Regions from separate parts of the Mus musculus genome. Here region 1 is linked to region 2. The links are chromatin contacts, called in public promoter capture Hi-C maps. All regions are on one chromosome and are shown on one strand. The core of a region is the stretch at or near the end of the contact, and the rest is flanking DNA. Distances in the headings are between cores, read along the strand shown. Region 1 holds the start of Dusp11 (dual specificity phosphatase 11 (RNA/RNP complex 1-interacting)). Region 2 holds the start of Zfp638 (zinc finger protein 638).

What was found. Promoter capture Hi-C pulls out the DNA fragments that hold promoters and counts their contacts.
Region 1: a contact with region 2 is called in a promoter capture Hi-C map of pre-B cells, with 3 times the contacts expected there. The contact joins the promoter of Dusp11 here to the promoter of Zfp638 in region 2. A contact is called at or near these places in 4 of 39 promoter capture datasets (cranial neural crest, frontonasal cranial neural crest, maxillary cranial neural crest and 1 more) and 1 of 115 datasets of contacts at active chromatin or transcription factors (large pre-B cells).

What each region holds. Positions count from the first base shown.
Region 1 is chr6:85,960,369-85,963,135 of GRCm38.p6, reverse strand. It overlaps Dusp11 (dual specificity phosphatase 11 (RNA/RNP complex 1-interacting)), which reads left to right and starts at 1,469. Exons shown (of 9, transcript NM_028099.4): 1 at 1,469-1,698. The coding sequence starts at 1,601.
Region 2 is chr6:83,912,817-83,915,821 of GRCm38.p6, reverse strand. Zfp638 (zinc finger protein 638) reads right to left here and starts at 1,469. Exons shown (of 27, transcript NM_001355286.1): 1 at 1,343-1,469.

The sequences.
Region 1 (2,767 bases), core at 220-2,719, 2.0 Mb before region 2:
ACTCTACAAAGCAAGTTCCAGATCACAGAGCATTACATAATGAGAACTTACCTTAAAACAAAAAAACTCCAAACAGGTAGAGGAATTTCAATATTGGAATGGTTTAAAAAAAAAAAAAAAGTTGGGGGGGGGGTTGGAGAGAAGGCTCAGCAGTTAAGAGCATCGACTGCTCTTCTGAAGGTTGTGAGTTCAAATCCCAGCAATTTCATTTCTACATGGTGGCTCACAACCATCTGTAATAAGATCGGATACCCTCTTCTGGTGTGTCTGAAGACAGCTACAGTGTACTTACATATAATAAATAAATAAATCTTAAAAAAAAAAGTTGGACCGGGCCATGGTGGTGCATGCCTTTAATCCCAGCACTTGGGAGGCAGAGGCAGGCAGATTTCTGAGTCCGAGGCCAGCCTGGTCTACAGAGTGAGTTCCAGGACATTCAGGGCTACACGGAGAAACCCTGTCTCGAAAAAGAAAAAAAAAAGTTGGTATTTTTAATTATGTTGGTTATAATAAGTGTCCTGTGTCATTCAAAATTAGGAAGAATATGTATGTTTCCCTGCCTGTGACACTATACACACATATATGGATGGAGAAATATGTTAAATATATCAAATAAGGAGAAATATGTTGTATAAAACTTTTGATTTATTTCTTTTTGGCGGAAAAAAAAGATACACCCGTGTGAAAGCAAATATCATGTATATACAAAATGTAAACAATTGACAACGTTCACGAAGAATGCAGGGATCAGAGGGTTGGGGCTGGATTGTCTGTTCCTCATTTGGAGCAGTTCGGGTGGCGCTATGAGACCCCAACTTAGAGCGTTTCTCCCTGGAAGGTAAAGCCCCTGGATGTTCCCCAAGCTTGTTTTCCCTGATCTTTAAAAATACAGCTAGAAAGAAGCTCTTTGTTCTCTATAGCCAGCAAAAAGCCTTTTTGTTTCTATACTGTACAACCAGAGATGCCTGCCTTCCTGTGCCGAGGACACGGAGATAAAAATTCAGAAAGAACTCACTCCCCACTCCTGCCTTGTAAATTTCACCAAGGACGCCCAGAAGAGCTCTTCCCAACTCCTCCCACTTCTCCTCCCAACTCCTCCCAACTCTCCTCCCAACTCCTCCTACCTCCTCAGCTAGCTGTTAAAAGTCCCCTAATGTCACCGCTCGGGGTTGAACTCCTCTGCCCTGCACGACAGAGGGACTTCTCCTCAGCTAGCTGATAATAAAACCTCTTGCAGTTTGCATCAGGTGCATCTTTTCTCTCGAGATGTTGGGGTGTTGGCCAGTTCATCCCAGGACTTGAGCAGAGGCCCAGCATCGGGGGTCTTACAGCGCTAGCAATTATTCACATAGCTACAAAACCGGCCTCCAGCTAAGTGCAGCACAGTCGAAACCGAAGGCAGGCTGACAAACCCTACTTTCAGTGCGACGTGTGTCGTCAGCACGGCGGGGCAAGGCGCATGCGCCCTAGCGAGACGTCGACGCGTCGCGTTCCTTTGCGGGCGCCTCTGGATCCCGCGGCCTCTTCTGGCCTCCCTGAAGTCGCCACTTTGGCCGCTCTGGCACGCCTGGCGTTGGGTGGGCGGCATCTCTGCGCCCACATGAACCAGCATTATGGCCGACATGGTCGTGGACGGGGCCGGGACTTTGCTGCCTGTGCCCCACCCAAGAAGAAGGGCAGAAACCACATCCCCGAAAGGTAAGCGCTTTGGTTCCGGGCTTGGCGTTCCGGCTGCCTCGGTGGCCTCGAGTCTCCGAGTGTTCCCTGGCCTCGCGCCCCGCCGCCTCCCAGGGTCCTCCGCGCCGAACCCCACCACACCTCCCCACCCCGCATTCTGGGGTCTTGGGTCTGTCCCGACAGGACTCTGTGGAGCTCGGGCCTGGGCGGAAGTGCGCGGTGGGGCGCGGCTGCCTGTATTGAGGCGTCCCTTGATCTCCGAAGCCACAGGCTTCTGCTTGTGTAGGCGCTGTGCCAGGATCCGGCCCGAGCTGTCGACACCCTTCACTCGGTACCGGCTCGAGGGGTTCTCTTGCTTTCAGGATTCGGAAAGCGGAGGTGTCCTTTGAGGGAGTTAACCCTGCCTGGGCCAAGGGCTAGTTTTAGGATTTTGCTCACTGGTGCAATGAACCCTTTACTTGCGGCTGTTTGCTTCCCCTCTCCGATTTCATCTCCACAAAAAACGTGGCTAGACCGGCCTCTCCCCTTCCTAGAATTCATCAAATCCTTTTTTTTTTTTTTTAATCTCCACAAATAAACAATACCTAAAACTCAGGATCGACAGAATGCTCTGCCCCGACTTCCCGGACTTCAGTAAGCACTTCTTTTTTATGTCTACAAATGAGCACTATCTAAAATTCAGGATGGACGTGATGGCCTCTCTCCCTTCCCAGAGTGGATATCTTTAGATCCTGTCAGCTAACCTCCAACATCATCCCAGTGTAGAACTTGCCTGACAGCTTGCAGAAGACAGCTGTCTGTCCACTGGACAATCCATTTTTAACATACCTTCTATAGTTAACTATTTAACTATTAATTACTAAGTAAAGTATAAGTAAGTTATAAATAAATTGTTTATTGATATTTTAATGTAGCTTATTTCATTATTAAATTATCTATTGGATATAAAATTGTTAACTAAAAATTAAAAATAATTTTAGCTATTGCTTATTTGTGGAGATAAAGCAAGATAAATATCAAGTAGTAATTGTGAGACAGCTCATAGATGTAAGATAAAGCTTGACTTTAAGAATAAAAACCTTCGGGGCAG
Region 2 (3,005 bases), core at 220-2,719:
ATGTATGTGTCATGAACACATTTGAAAACCAGCTAATCAAAACAAATGAAGGAGATTTTTGTAATTTCTTTCAACTGTTTTATCTTTACCCATTGGTTCCTACACAAATGATAAGGCGGGGAATGGTCTAGCATATTTTAGTATATTACATTTTGGATTCTACAAATATGAAAGTACACATTACAGAATATGGAAATATAAAAGTCAAAATTTGTAAAGCAGCTTGAGCCCACTAAATCTTAAGTGTATAATCATTAATAACATTTTGAAAAAATGTAATAAACAACTTTATTTTTCTGTGTTAACAGCTTTACATTAATTTTTCTTGTAATCTTTTTCCAGTCTGTCATTTTAAATTTCTAAAATTAAGCAGTAAACACAACTCCCCTGAAAAACAAGTTAACCCATCATACACAAAATGAAGAGAGGGAGAATTTTATGTGAGAGTGAACAATTTCCAAACTGGTTAGGAAAGATTGACTCCACATGGTCGGGTGGATCCTGGTAAGAAGCTTTTCTTCAGAACTTTTCACATTGAGTGCGCCTTCCAGAATTCCCAAACTGCCAAAGGGTAATTTTAATATTAAATAGCTCGAGGCTACAATCACTGTCAAGCTCAAAGATTTTGTAATACTGAGACTCCCTCATAGGCAATTACTTCAAACAACAAAGGACGTCTGGCACATCCTCGGGGATGAGAGTCGGTGTACAGACCTCTCCGCTCTTCCCCAAGCTAGGAACCACACCAACACAAGCATGTATCCCCACATCAGTGTTCACGACTCCTCTAAGAATGTGGAAGTGTCACCGCCATTTTCGACGACATCCCAGGGCCGACAATCTCGGCTTCGGTGCTCACTGGGGCGCTTGGCCCACAACAGCCCGCACACCCCGCTCCCAGCCCCCTGCAAGGAAGCTCTTCCAGCCCGACTAAGGGCGCACGCGGCCCGCGGGGCTCCGAAAGGCGCTCGGGCACGCGGCGGTCTTCCCGCTAGCTGTCAGGCCTGGGGAGCGGCAGACCCGCGGCGCTGGGGAAGGGGCAGCCGGACTCCCCGAGGGCGCCGCCCGCTCCTCCTCAGAGCAGCAGCATCCGGCGGCTGCGCCCACGGGCACTGCGGCGCGACGGCGCGGTCGGCGAGTGGCGAGGGGAAACAGGCCACGGCCGAGGCCCACCCGGGGTCCCTCAGCTCCACCCGCCCCGCCGCCGCCATCTTGTACGCAGCGGCTGCGACACATACAATAGTCGACCGCGACCTGGCAGGGACCGCTCGGGGCCTGCGCTAAGGACCTCTGCCTTCCAGTCCCCGGCTCCCCGCAAGGCAGCGGCCCTACCTATGCCTACCGACTAACAGCTGGATCCCATCCGTGCCCCACACAGTTTAGCACTCGGCCTCCAGTCACCGCGATGAAGCAGCTACCGCCTCCATGGGACTACACGCATGCGCATCTTCGCCTAAAGCCCTCGTCCGCTCACTGCGCCTGCGTGCCTCAGGCTCCGCGTTCTCCAGAGACGCTGTCGGGGGACAAGGCCGCCCTCTGCCAGAAGGGGGCGATCGCCAGCTATGGCTGGTCCTACACCTGCAGCGGTCTGGGTAACATCACTCAAGATTTTAGAACCTGCAAACCATCCCTCTTCTCTTCCATGAAGCCTTCTCTGATTACTATTCCCTCAGTATCACAACGTAACATTCACTTATTAACATATTCTCGCTTTTACTGCTCACTCCCATCGCCCCCTTTTTAAAGAAAAGGTCTGGAACTTTGAACTCACATAGATCCCACCTGCTTCTGCCTTCCAACTGTTGGAATTATAAGTGTGTGCCTCCACACCCAAGTACGTTGTAGCTGTCTTCAGGCACCCCAGATTAGGAATGGTTGTGAGTCACCATGTAGTTGCTGGGATTTGAACTCGTGAGCTTCAGAATAGCAGTCAGTGCTCCTAACCACTGAGCCATCTCTCCAGCCCTTATCTCCCACCTCTTAAATGGGAAATTACACCGTGCAGTGTTGGTACAGGCCTTTAATCTCAGCACTTGACAGGCAAGATGCAGGCAGAAATCTGGGAAAGAAGCCAGCCTGGTCTACAGAAGATGTTCCAGGACAACCAAAGCTACACATCCCTGTCTCAAACAACACAAAATAGATAGAATAATAAAATGGGAAATTAGAAAGGAATAAAAGTTAAGGGCTGAACTGATTGATGGCTCAGCTGTTAAGAGCACTAGCTGCTCTTCCAGAGGTCCTGAGTTCAATTTCCAGCAACCACATGGTGGCTCACAACCATCTGTAATGGGATCTGATGACTGCTTCTGGTGTGTCTGAAGACAGCTACAGTGTACTCATATACATAAAATAAATAAATAATTCTAAAAAAAAAGTTTAAGTCAAAAGACTAATATTGAAAAATTTTTATATCATTTCAGAATTCAAAAAATAAACTACCTGAGTGGTGAACATCTATAATCCTGATTGATTTTACCCATGAAAAAGATTGGGCTAAAATTTTTTTAACTGTTTTCTTCAATGTTCTATCTTTTTAAATTGACTCAGTTATGCCAATATAAGCTAGTTCAAAAAAATTAAAGGACTGCAGGACAGTGGTGAACTGCCTTTAATCCCAGCACCTGGGAGGCAGAGGCAGGTGGATTTCTGAGTTCGAGGCCAGCCTGGTCTAGAGTGAGTTCCAGGACAGCCAGGGCTACACAGAGAAACCCTGTCTTGAAAAAAAAAACAAAAAACAAAAAAAAACAAAACAAAAAAAACAAACAAACAAACAAAAAAACAAGAAATTACAAATTAAAAAAAATAAAAATTAAAGAACCATCCTCCTCGGTGAAATTTTTAGGAGTCCAGTGGTGTGGAGCAAGCAGAGATATTCCTTCCAAGGTGAAAGGTAAGTTACTGTACCTGGATCCTCCCACCATCCAGAAAGAAGCACAACGTTTAATGGGTCTATATGGACTCTGGAATGAACTACAATCCAGAAAGGAGTTGTAATGCTGCAG